Linked DNA regions of Pan troglodytes: region 1 is linked to region 2. The links are chromatin contacts, called in public HiChIP or PLAC-seq maps. All regions are on one chromosome and are shown on one strand. Each heading gives the region's core, a stretch centred on a gene start, on an enhancer-like site or on the middle of the called end of the contact. The rest is flanking DNA. Distances are from core to core; before and after follow the strand shown.

Region 1 (5,725 bases), core at 3,153-5,652, 58 kb after region 2:
AGAAATACTCCATGGCTGGGCGCAGTGGCTCATGCCTGTAATCCCAGCACTTTGGGAGGCTGAGGCGGGTGGATCACCTGAGGTCAGGAGTTAAAGACCAGCCTGGCCAACATGGTGAAACCCCATCTCTACTAAAAATACAAAAAATTAGCTGGGTGTGGTGGCACATGCCTGTAATCCCAGCTACTTGGGAGGCTGAGACAGGAGAATCGTTTGTACCCAGGAGGCGGAGGCTGCAGTCAGCCAAGATCACGCCACTGCACTCCAGCCTGGTGACAGAGCAAGACTCCGTCTCAAAAGAAAAAAAAAATACTTCTGTACCCACCACCTGGATTACAAGGTACCCAGTACTCCGAGGCCTCTTCAGCCCTCCTTATTTCATCTACCTCTCTTCCCCCTCCAGAGGAATTCCCTGAATTTTGTGTTGTTTCCTTGATTTTCTCTATTATTATCTTTATAGAGAGGCATAGAAAATGTCTTGCTTAGCTTTGCGTATTTTTTAGCTTTTCATGGATTCATGCTGTGATCATTTATCCATGACTACTCTTTTTGCTCGATATAATGTTTTTTGGCCATATTCATCCCTGTTAATGTCTGAAACCGGAGTTCATTCATTTTACTATATGGTACAAAATGCACCACAATTTATCCATTCTTTTTTTTTTTTTTTTTTTTGAGAAAGAGTTTCGCTCTTGTTGCCCAGGCTAGAGTGCATTGGCACGATCTCCCACTCCTGGGTTCAAGCGATTCTCCTGCCTCAGCCTCCCGAGTAGGTGGGATTACAGGCATGTGCCACCATGCCCGGCTAATTTTGTATTTTTGGTAGAGATGGGGTTTTTTCACGTTGGTCAGGCTGGTCTCGAACTCCCAACCTCAGGTGATCCACCCGCCTCGGCCTCCCAAAGTGCTGGGATTACAGGTGTAAGCCACCATGCCTGGTCTTTTTTTTTTTTTTTTGAGGCGGAGTTTTGCTCTTGTCGCCCAGGCTGGAGTACAATGGCGTGATCTTGGCGCACTGCAACCTCCGCCTCCTGGGTTCAAGTGATTCTCCTGCCTCAGCCTCCCGCATAGCTGGAATTATAGGTGGCCACCACAACGCCTGGCTGATTTTTTGTATTTTTAGTAGAGATGGGGTTTCACCATGTTGGCCAGGCTGGTCTTGAAATCCTGACCTCAGGTGATACACCCACCTCAGGCTCCCAAAGTGGTGGGATTATAGGCATGAGCCATTGGGCCTGCCTCCTCCGAGCTCTTTATATTGAGGTGTGCATGGGCTTAACAAAATGATCTGAGTAGCTGTGAAGGGGAGCAAGCCCATGACGTGGTGGGCAGCTGAGGGGCACAGGTAGAAATGAACTATGAGAGGGTCATTGCCAGGTCATTTTTGGGATTTTTAGTGCGTGTTTGGGGGCCTTTGATTTTTTTTTTAGCTCCTCCCCATGGCTCCATTTGCCCTCACCACAACAAGCTGAGCATCCTGTATTTGCAGTAACACCTGGACCTGGGGTTCCCAAAGCAAGGGCCTTTGCCAGATGCTCTACTTCTCTGCTCTTTCCAGACATGTCAAAACCAGGGATTTTCCCCTCCCCAACAGGCAGTGCAGTTCCTTCGGGTGCCCCCTGCGTTGATCTAGAATCCCAAGGAGTTAATGACTTCCCTGATTGAGTTGCTTCCTTTGGAAGCCTCCTGTGCCAGCTCTGCCCAGCCCCCGCCTTCAGTGGCCACTGCGGGGCTGCCCAGCCAGAAAACAGGTCTCCCCAGGCAGGACCTCTCGCTCCCATCAGCTGCAAAGTCACTGTCTTCCAGGGCCACCTGCCTCATGACTGGCTCTCCTCAGGTCACAGGAAGCTGGGAGTGGGACCCTGAAAGAACTCGAGTTCTGTCCTTAGATGTTGGGCATGCAGCAGGCAAAGGGAGAATGAGAGGAGACAAGGACCTGGCTTCCCATCTACAGACTGTTCAGCCAAGGCCATGCCTAGAGTGGGATCTGCTAAATGGGCACAGCAGAACATTGGAAGAAGCACCTTTGAGCCAGTGCTGCTGGGGTCTCCGTGGATTAGAGCCAGGAGCCCTGATGAGGCCTGTGGGCGGGGCTTCACTTTCGACCCTGAGAAGCCAACTCCACATCTCCTTCCCTCTCACCCTTGAGCCGTGGGTAGTTCAGGGAGGCCACAGCCTTCTTTCTGTGCCATGGCCTATCCCAAAGTCACCTCCACTCACAACGTCGTGACCTTAGGTAAGTTCTTCTACTTTTGTGAACATCATTTCCCACCCAGAATAATGTCCTTACTGCAATATGCTCGTTCCATTCCCTGCTGGCTTTGTGGCCACAAATGGAGGGGCAGCTAGGTTTCTTGAACACAGAGCCTGAGAGGCCTTGTCTGCAGCTGCTGGAAGCAGCCAGGAGACCCCAAAAGTGGGCTGGAGACTTCAACAAGGACAGGCAACAGGGCTGCACTGAGAGGCCCAGGGGCTAGGTCAGCAGCACCGCTAGGCAGATTTGGAGGGGAGCTGGGGAGAGGCGAGGCAGCCAGCTTTGCAAGATTCCCACGGCACACAGCCAGTGCTCAGGGGTTCCCTTCTCAGCGTTCCTCTCACCTGGTGTGGCTCCCTCACGCCTGGCATGGATCCGAGCTCCTTTCCTTATGGCTGAGACCCAAACTGCCTACAAGTGGCCTTTTCTCCCTGTTCTTGCCTGCAAGGGCCGCATGAGGCCTCAGGCTGTCAGTGCTACCAGGGACCCTGGCATTCACTTTGTCCATAATGTACAGATGGATGTAGACAACTGCCCTCAGGGCTGTCCAGGGGCAGGACCAAGCCCAGCAACCACACCTCCTGACACAGCCAGGTTCTCCCCCAACGGCGGAGCTGACAGGACTGTTCATGGTTCATTGAGTGGACCCAGCAATGCCTCATTGATAATCCACAGTCGAGAGAAGAGGGGCGGTCAGAGACCGGCCAGCCCTCCCTTCTGATTGGGAGAGGCCTCTGCAGGCACTGACAGGCTCCAGAGAGTGCTGTGGGGGGCAGTCAGTGTCCATAGTCCCCTGGAATCTTCTCTGGGCTGTTTTCTCTGACTTTTCTCCTGAAATTAACTGTACATAGCTGGGCTAGGAACTCTCTAAATCTGAAAGCATGTGGCTTAGGGAAAATCACTTGACTCGTTTACCTTCTGGCTAAGAAGTGAAGACTCTGGGCTAATCTAGTCCTCCAGGCCCTGGAGTCCCACAGAGCGATGCTATCTGTGCAGCTAGAGGGCAGAGCCCTTGGTCATGTCCACCCTCTGATTAAGTGGGCATCTCCTCTCCTGCTAGCTTTGGGGCTTGGGGTGGGGCTGGGACAAAGCCTGGTGCCCGTGTGATTCATCCGCACATTATTTCTCCTCTCTGCCATTCTAGGGTCGTGCTGCGGCAGCCTGGCGCCCGACATGTGAAGGGGAACCTGCCAGGGGATTACTGTGAGCTAACAGCAGGATAGGCTGGCCCCGGGGGAGTGGGGATGGGCAGAACCCGGGCCAGGAGTATTAGGAAGGAGACCTGGACCCTGGTGGGGAGCTCAGCACAAGCTCGCCTGACCCAGATGGTATTGGACACAGTGCCCCGCTGAACAGCAGCTGTTCCCAGCGCCAGAGGACCCCACAGTCACAGTAGGAGCTTTGCGACCCCTACGCAACTGCAGCTGGGGCTGGGGCCACCAGGAGAAGGGACCAGCACCTCAGATGGGAAGCAGAAGGGCAAGACCTACTGCGGAAAGGATCTCGATCTCTGCAGCGGGGTTTTCCCACACTCACAGAGCTTCCTGTTTTTGTCCTCTCAGGGTTGGGGTCTGGCTCCCCTCCTCTGGCAGAGGTTTTGGGCCAGGAGGTGGGACAACGCTTGCATGGAACCCAAGTCCCCTGAAGTCCATGTGCTCTCTGTTGTGATTGGAGTTCTAGGGCTTCCCCGCTGCCGGGAACGAGGGGCCGCCTCATTGTCTGCTCATGAACCACAAGGACCCCGACTGCTCCAGACTGGATTATTTCAAGCCGCCAAAGAGGGGGACCCCTAGAGCTGGCAGCCAGCAATCCCAAGGGACTAGAGGGCTGCAATGGACTGACCTCCCCCTCACCAGGGTGGCAGGAGAGGCAGAGCCTCTGTGGCCTAGCTAGTGACGGAGAGACCCGATGAAGCCCTAAGCAGGGGCCCCGCCTGACTCAGGGGCAGGACAGCCACTCCTGCCAACGTGTGTTCTCCCTACATTGAGGGAGGGCATGGCAAGGGACCCCTGCCACTGTCCCCTGCTGCAGCACGTGACCCTATGCCCTTTGCATGTGGTGCCAGAATAGGCAGGCTACGCCGTGGCTGGCCCCTCAGCGGGCTGGGAAAAGAGTGGCCACGGTGACCGCCACCCGCCTGCCGGCACCATGAAGTGCTCCCTGCGGGTGTGGTTCCTCTCCGTGGCCTTCCTGCTGGTGTTCATCATGTCCCTACTCTTCACCTACTCGCACCACAGCATGGCCACGCTCCCCTACCTGGACTCGGGGGCCCTGGATGGGACGCACCGGGTGAAGCTGGTGCCCGGCTATGCCGGCCTGCAGCGCCTCAGCAAGGAGAGGCTCTCGGGCAAGAGCTGCGCCTGTCGCCGCTGCATGGGCGATGCCGGTGCCTCCGACTGGTTTGACAGCCACTTTGACGGTAACATTTCCCCCGTCTGGACCCGAGAGAACATGGATCTTCCACCCGATGTCCAGAGGTGGTGGATGGTAAGAGCTGCTGCTCCCTTCCAGGGATCTGTCCCCCAGTTTTAGAGCCACTCAGAGCCCCCTCTTGGATTTCTGGCCCCCAGAGCCTTGACAAAATGCCTGTTTGACCAAGCCATTTATAGGATCACAGATTACTGAAGGGCAGAGCAAGCATTGACCTGATGGAGGGGGCTAGTATTTTCTAGTGCCTGTAGGACCCGAGCATAGGCCAGAAATGCCTCCTGGACCAGGCAGGCAGCAGGGACACAGGGAGCAGGTGGGAGTGAGGAGTACAGCCATGGGGGGCCTGCCCCAGAGGAAGGAGGCAGCCGCCCCTAGGCCCCAGCAGTTGTTGCTGCACAAGGCTGGATCTGGGTTTTTTTTTTTTTTTTTTTAAGAAAACCTAGAAATCCAGATTTTAAAACTAAATATCCTAATTTATGAACATTGGCTCAAAATAATTGTTTTTTATTTGTTTGTTTGTTTTTTGAGATGGAGTCTCATTCTGTCGCCCAGGCTGGAGTGCAGTGGCACAGTGACGGCTCACTGTAACTTCTGCCTCCCAGGTTCAAGTGATTCTCCTGCCTCAGCCTCCCGAGTAGCTGGAATTACAGGCATGCACCACCTCCCTCAGCTAATTTTTTTGTATTTTTAGTACAGACGGGGTTTCACCATGTTGGCCAGGCTGATCTCAAACTCCTGACCTCAGATGATCTGCCCGCCTCAGCCTCCCAAAGTGCTGGGATTACAGGCGTGAGCCACCATGCCCAGCCAAAATAATTGTAAATACCATGAGAACAGAGCCCCTTTCTTGGTTCTTTACAACTGCTAGAAGACTTTTTACTGGGCTGGGATAAGAAAGCCTTGTAGGGAAGGCCGGTCGTGGTGGCTCACGCCTGTAATCTCAGCACTTTGAGAGCACGGGGCGGACGGATCATGAGGTCAGGAGTTCGAGACCAGCCTGACCAACGTGGTGAAACCCCGTCTCTACTAAAAATAAAAAAA
Region 2 (5,905 bases), core at 817-3,316:
ATACAAGTAGCTAATACATATGGAGTGCTTTTTCAGGCACTATGGCAAAGGCACATCAGTGTCACTTCATATGACCCACCCAACAGTCCTAAGAATTGGTTCTTATCTCACTGAAGCTCTAGACAAGAAAACTGTAGTTTAAAAAGCAGAAACATAGCTATTAGGTTGGTGCAAAAGTAATTTTGGCTTTTGCCATTGCTTTAATAGCACAGGCAGGCTAGGCTTTTGTTTTGTTTTGTTTTTGAGAAACAGGGTCCGGCTCTGTCACCAGAGGGCGGAACGCAGTGATGTGATCACAGCTCACTGCAGCCTCAAACTCCCGGGCTCCAGCGATCCTCCCATCCCAGCCTCCCAAGTAGCTGGGACTATGCATGAGTCCTGCTAGTTTTTTATTTTTTGTTGAGATGGGGCCTCCCTTTGTTGCCCAGGCTGACCTACAACTCCCAGACTCAAGTAATCCTCCCGCCTTGGCCTTCCTAAGTGTTGGGATTACAGGTGTAAGCCACCATGCCTGGCTTTTTTTTTTTTTTTTTTTTTTTTTTTTTTTTTTTTTTTTTTTGAGACAGGGTCTCCCTCTGTCGCCAGGCTGGAGTGCAATGGTGCGATCTCGGCTCACTGCAATCTCCGCCTTCCAGGTTAAAGTGATTCTCCTGCCTCAGCCTCCCAAGTAGCTGGGATTACAGACGTGCACCACCACGCCCAGCTAATTTTTGTATTATTAGTAGAGAGGGGGTTTTGCCATGTTGGCCACGCTGGTCTCAAACTCCTGACCATAGGTGATCTACCTGCTTCCGCCTCCCACAGTGCTGGGATTACAGGCGTGAGCCACCTCGCCCGGCCTTTTTTTTTTTTTTTTTAATTAATAGTTTGCTGGAGTTACACAATCTCAAGAGGTCCTGAGAAAGTGTGCCCTAAGGCCCTAAGGTTCTTTTGTTGGTGGTGGTGGTGGTTTGTTTTGTTTTGTTTTTGAGACGTAGTCTCGCTCTGTCGCCCAGGGTGGAGTGCAGTGGCGTGATCTTGGCTCACTGCAACCTCCATCTCCTGAGTTCAAGCGATTCCCTCGCCTCGGCCTCCCAAGTAGCTGGGATTACAGGCATGAGCCTTGGCGCCCAGCCTCTACCCACTTTCAATACAGCCTCATCTGCTGAGATCAAGTTGAAATATTTTTTAGTGTCCTCAGCCCCACGCTGTCCAAGACTGGGATAGTGTTGGCGAGCCAGAGATAGAATAAAGTACTAAGAACTCTTCATATGAACCTTTTGAAGACAGGTGGGTCAGGGACTGCACATTTTAGAACTTTAAAGAGGAAAAAAAGGCTCACGGAGGACTCTGACTTGCTGCCTTCTAAATAACAGACCGAAAGAAGTTACTTGGGAGTAAAATCGTTTTGTAAATTACCCAAGAGCACATCATTGAGATTTGTGCATAATACTGAGCCCTGGCCGGGTAAACTGAGAGAGGAGAAGCGGCCTCAAAGTAAAATCAGAGCAGCGCCGGCATCCAGGGCCCCACCTGCCTCAGGGTGAGGATCCTCTGAGGCCCGCATCCCTCCCGGTCCCAGCTGCCAGCAGGTCCGGCCGCACCAGCCCGGTCGCGGGGCTCCCCTTGGAAGACCCAGGCCAAGTGGACGCGGGAGCGTAGAAACACCTGTGGGCTCCCGGGGCACCGCAGAGCTCCCGGGGACTCTTCCCTGTCAGGAACCGGGCGGCCCGCGGGTCGACTCGGTGCTCCCAGTCAGGGAGGGTGCACCGGAAAGCTGAGGGGGCGCAAGGGGCGCTGCGGGGACCCTCGCGAACTGACGTACCTGCCGTCGCCCGGCGCTCGGCGCTCGGCGGAGCGGGCTCTTTAACGCGTGGCTGCGCGACCCTCGCGGTGCACTCCGGGAAGTGTAGTTTCACCTCCGCGCCCCCCCAAGGCCGAGCCCCCGTCCGGCAAAAAACACGGTCGGAGCCACCGCATAGGCCAGCGTGGGTGGCCGGGGCAGCGCTTTCCTGAAGGGCAGCGGGGCTGCGATCCAGAAGGGAGATGGGAACGGGGCCGCTCCAGGACCCACGAAACTACAACTCCCAGAGGACCGAAGCGCCTTAAAGACACAGGCCCGTTTCCTGGGACTCCGGGATCCAGGTTAATGTGTAGCTTTTTTGTTTGTTTTCTGGTTTGGGTTTTGTTTTTTTTTTTTTTTTTTTTTTTAACCCCTTCTGGACGGCACCAGGAGCTTCCGCTTTCCTCTGGAGAAAAATCCACTGATGGAGGAAAAAAAAAAATCATGCTTTGCCCAAGCGGAAGCAGCTGCCATTCGATTTGCAATTGGAAAGGTTTGCGCTGGTTTCATCACGTGGATCCTTTGGGAAGAAACTTTCCAACTCCGTAATGGGGAGGGGATCTGCGGACCTTTTGGGAAAGTTGTGAATGGCAGCATTGATTGTCATAGATGACAATTGGAAATACTCTGAGTGTCTCTCTCTAGGTTACTATGTGAAAGGAAAATAAATCTCAGGACCCCAAAGTCACTAAGTCAAAGGGAAAAGTCAAGCTGAGAACTGCATCAGGGAAACCTACCTCCCATTTTATTCCTAAACAAGATAACTACAAAGATGAAAAAGCCAGATATGGCCTGGCCCTCACAATTTGCCCACTAGGAAATTCCTTGTGTGCCCCCAAATCTGTACCCTAAAACAGTTGTGTGGAATTTCAGTGACAATGTAAATTGATAGCTTATCTTCACAGGTGCTGGGCTTTGACAGCACTGAAAGTCATCTCTCAGCTCACCTGAGACAAATGCATATCTCATTGCTTCCTCTGCCCTATGTTTATTTTTTCTTATGTAAAAATGCATATTCACTGAGCTAGATGAATGCATAAGTGACTAGTCCTCTATCCCCCTCTAACATGTGAAAGGCTTATCAAAGACTCAGAAGAATGCAGTCATTTGCCTCTTACCTACCCATGCCTTTAAAAAATTTCCTCTTTCAGGCCAGGCACGGTGGCTCGCACCTGTAGTCCCAGCCCTTTGGTGAGGCTAAGGCGGGTGGATCACGAGGTCGGGAGTTGAAGACCAGCCTGGCCAATATGGTGAAACCCCGTCTACTAAAAATACAAAAATTAGCTGAGCGTGGTGGCGCGCACCTGTAGTCCCAGCAGCTTGGGAGGCTGAGGCAGGAGAATCGCTTGAACCCGGGAGGCAGAGGTTGCAGTGAGCTGAGATTGCACCACTGCACTCCAGCCTGGGCAACACAGTGAGGCCCTGTCTAAAAAAAAAAAAAAAAAAAAAAATTCCTCTTTCCCCAATATCTGACCTTTCCCCTTTAAATATTGAAGCCCTCAAAATCATCTTTGGAGAAAGGTACAGACCTGTCTCCCAGGTGCACACATTCTTAACTTTGGCAAAATAAACTTGTAAATTGATTGAGACCAGTATCTGGTGCTTTTTGGTTTACAACTGGAAAACTAAACTAGGCACATCCATGCAAGACAGATGCTCTATATGTTCAGTAGGGAGTGATGTTCAGGACATCAGGTTAAGGGAAAAGCAGCAAGTTGTAGAGCAATATGTATGGGAAGCCCCTCAAATAAAAAATAATGTTTATGGACAGATAGTGTGTGGATACACAGGAACACGGCTGGAAGCGAATGCATGCTAGGGAGAGATTGCTAAGCGTGGGGACAAGCGGGGAGAACTTGAGCTTTATCTGTATTGTTTGAATTTTTCTTACAAGAATGTACTTTCCAAATCTGTTGTTAATAAGGAGCCTAAAGCCGGGCACAGGTGCTCACGCCTGTAAACCCAACACTTTGGGAGGCCAAGGTGGGAGGATGGCTTGAGCTTGGGAGTTTGAGACCAGCCTGAGCAACATAGCAAGACCCCGTCTCTAAAATATATATAAATTAGGGCCGGACGAAGTGGCTCATGCCTGTAATCCCAGCATTTTGGGAGGCCAAGGCAGGCAGAAAACTCGGGGTCAGGAATTCAAGATGAGCCTGGACAATTTTTTTGTTATTGTTGTTGTGAGACAGAGTCTCACTCTGTTGCCCAGGCTGGAGTACAGTGGTGTGATCTCGGCTCACTGCAACCTCCGCCTCCCAGGTTCAAGTGATTCTCTTGCCTCAGCCTCCTGAGTAGCTGGGATTACAAGCATGTGCCACCACGCCCAGCTAATTTTTGTATTTTTAGTAGAGACGGGGTTTCACCATGTTCAGGCTGGTCTCCAACTCCTGACCTCAGGTGATCCACCCGCCTCGGCCTCCCAAAGTGTTGGGAGTACAAGCGTGAGCCACCGTGCCCAGCCAGTGGCCAATTTTTTTTTTTTTTTTTTTTTTTGAGACGGAGTCTCACTCTGTCTCCCAGGCTGGAGTGCAGTAGCACCATTTCGGCTCACTGCAAGCTCTGCCTCCCAGGTTCATGCCATTCTCCTGCCTCAGCCTCCTGAGTAGCTGGGACTACAGGCGCCCGCCACCACGCCCAGCTAGTTTTTTGTACTTTTAGTGGAGACGGGGTTTCACCGTGTTAGCCAGGATGGTCTTGATCTCCTGACCTCATGATGCGCCCACCTCGGCCTCCCAAAGTGCTGGGATTACACGCATGAGCCACAGTGCCCGGCCGCCAATGGCCAATTTTTTAAATACAAAAATTAGCCAGGCGTGGTGGCAGGAGCCTGTAATTCAGTTATTCGGCAAGCTGAATCAGGAGAGTCATTTGAAGCCAGGAGGCGGAAATTGCACTGAGCTGAGATCGTGCCACGGCACTCCAGCCTGGGTGACAGAGCGAGATTCTGTCTCAAAAAACAAATAAAATTAAAAAAATAAATTTACAAAATAATGAGGCTGAGAGGCACTGAGGTCAGTCACAATGGAGATGGACCCTGCTCTAACTCTGTGTAACCATCTATAAAGTAAGTTAATAATAGTATCAAATATCTGAGATTGTTGTGAGGGTAGGATAAATGCTTGACTCCATAGTAAATACTCAAAAAGTATTAACCATTATGATTACCGTCATTATTCCCATCCTGCTCCATTAAAGCAGGATGTTTGGTTTGTTCACCATTGTATCCTCAGGCCTTAGAACAGTGCTGAGGACATGGTAGTGAGAGGTGACAGCGTGCTGGTAGTCCTCACAGCCCTCGTTCGCTCTCCGCGCCTCCTCTGCCTGGGCTCCCACTTTGGCGGCACTTGAGGAGCCCTTCAGCCCACCGCTGCACTGTGGGAGCCCCTTTTTGGGCTGGCCAAGGCCGGAGCCGGCTCCCTCAGCTTGCAGGGAGGTGTGGAGGGAGAGGCGTGGGTGGGAACCGGGGCTGTGCGCGGTGCTTGCGGGCCAGTACGAGTTCCGGGTGGGTGTGGGCTTGGCGGGTCCGCACTCGGAGTAGCCGGCCGACCCTGCCAGCCCCGGGCAATGAGGAGCTTAACACCCCGACCAGCGGCTGCAGAGGGTGTGCTGGACCCCCCAGCAGTGCCGGCCCACTAGCGCTGCGCTCGATTTCTCGCCGGGCTTTAACTGCCTCCCCGCGGGGCAGGGCTCCGGACCTGCAGCCCGCCATGCCTGAGCCTCCCCGGCCACACCGTGGGCTCCTGTGCCGCCAGAGCCTCCCCGACGAGCGCCGCCCCCTGCTTCACGGCGCCCAGCCCCATCGACCACCCAAGGGCTGAGGAGTGCGGGCGCAGGGCGCAGGACTGGCAGGCAGCTCCACCTGCAGCCCCAATGCGGGATCCACTGAGTGAAGCCAGCTGGACTCCTGAATCTGCTGGAGACGTGGAGAACCTTTATGTCTAGCTCAGGGATTGTAAATACACCAATGGGCACTCTGTATCTAGCTCAAGGTTTGTAAACACACCAATCAGCACCCTGTGTCTAGCTCAGCGTTTGTGAGTGCACCAATCCACACTCTGTACCTAGCTACTCTGGTGGGGC

The links. HiChIP or PLAC-seq counts read pairs in DNA pulled down with a chosen protein or histone mark.
Region 1: a contact with region 2 is called in an H3K4me3 HiChIP or PLAC-seq map of stem cell-derived excitatory neurons, with 4 times the contacts expected there. The contact joins the promoter of ST3GAL2 here to the promoter of FCSK in region 2. A contact is called at or near these places in 2 of 7 Hi-C or Micro-C datasets (induced pluripotent stem cells and stem cell-derived neural progenitor cells) and 1 of 1 datasets of contacts at active chromatin or transcription factors (stem cell-derived excitatory neurons).

The regions. Positions count from the first base shown.
Region 1 is chr18:72,282,249-72,287,973 of NHGRI_mPanTro3-v2.0_pri, forward strand. It overlaps ST3GAL2 (ST3 beta-galactoside alpha-2,3-sialyltransferase 2), which reads left to right and starts at 4,403. Exons shown (of 6, transcript NM_001037307.1): 1 at 4,403-4,741. The coding sequence starts at 4,403.
Region 2 is chr18:72,226,122-72,232,026 of NHGRI_mPanTro3-v2.0_pri, forward strand. It overlaps FCSK (fucose kinase), which reads right to left and starts at 2,067. Exons shown (of 21, transcript XR_010152451.1): 1 at 1,805-2,067.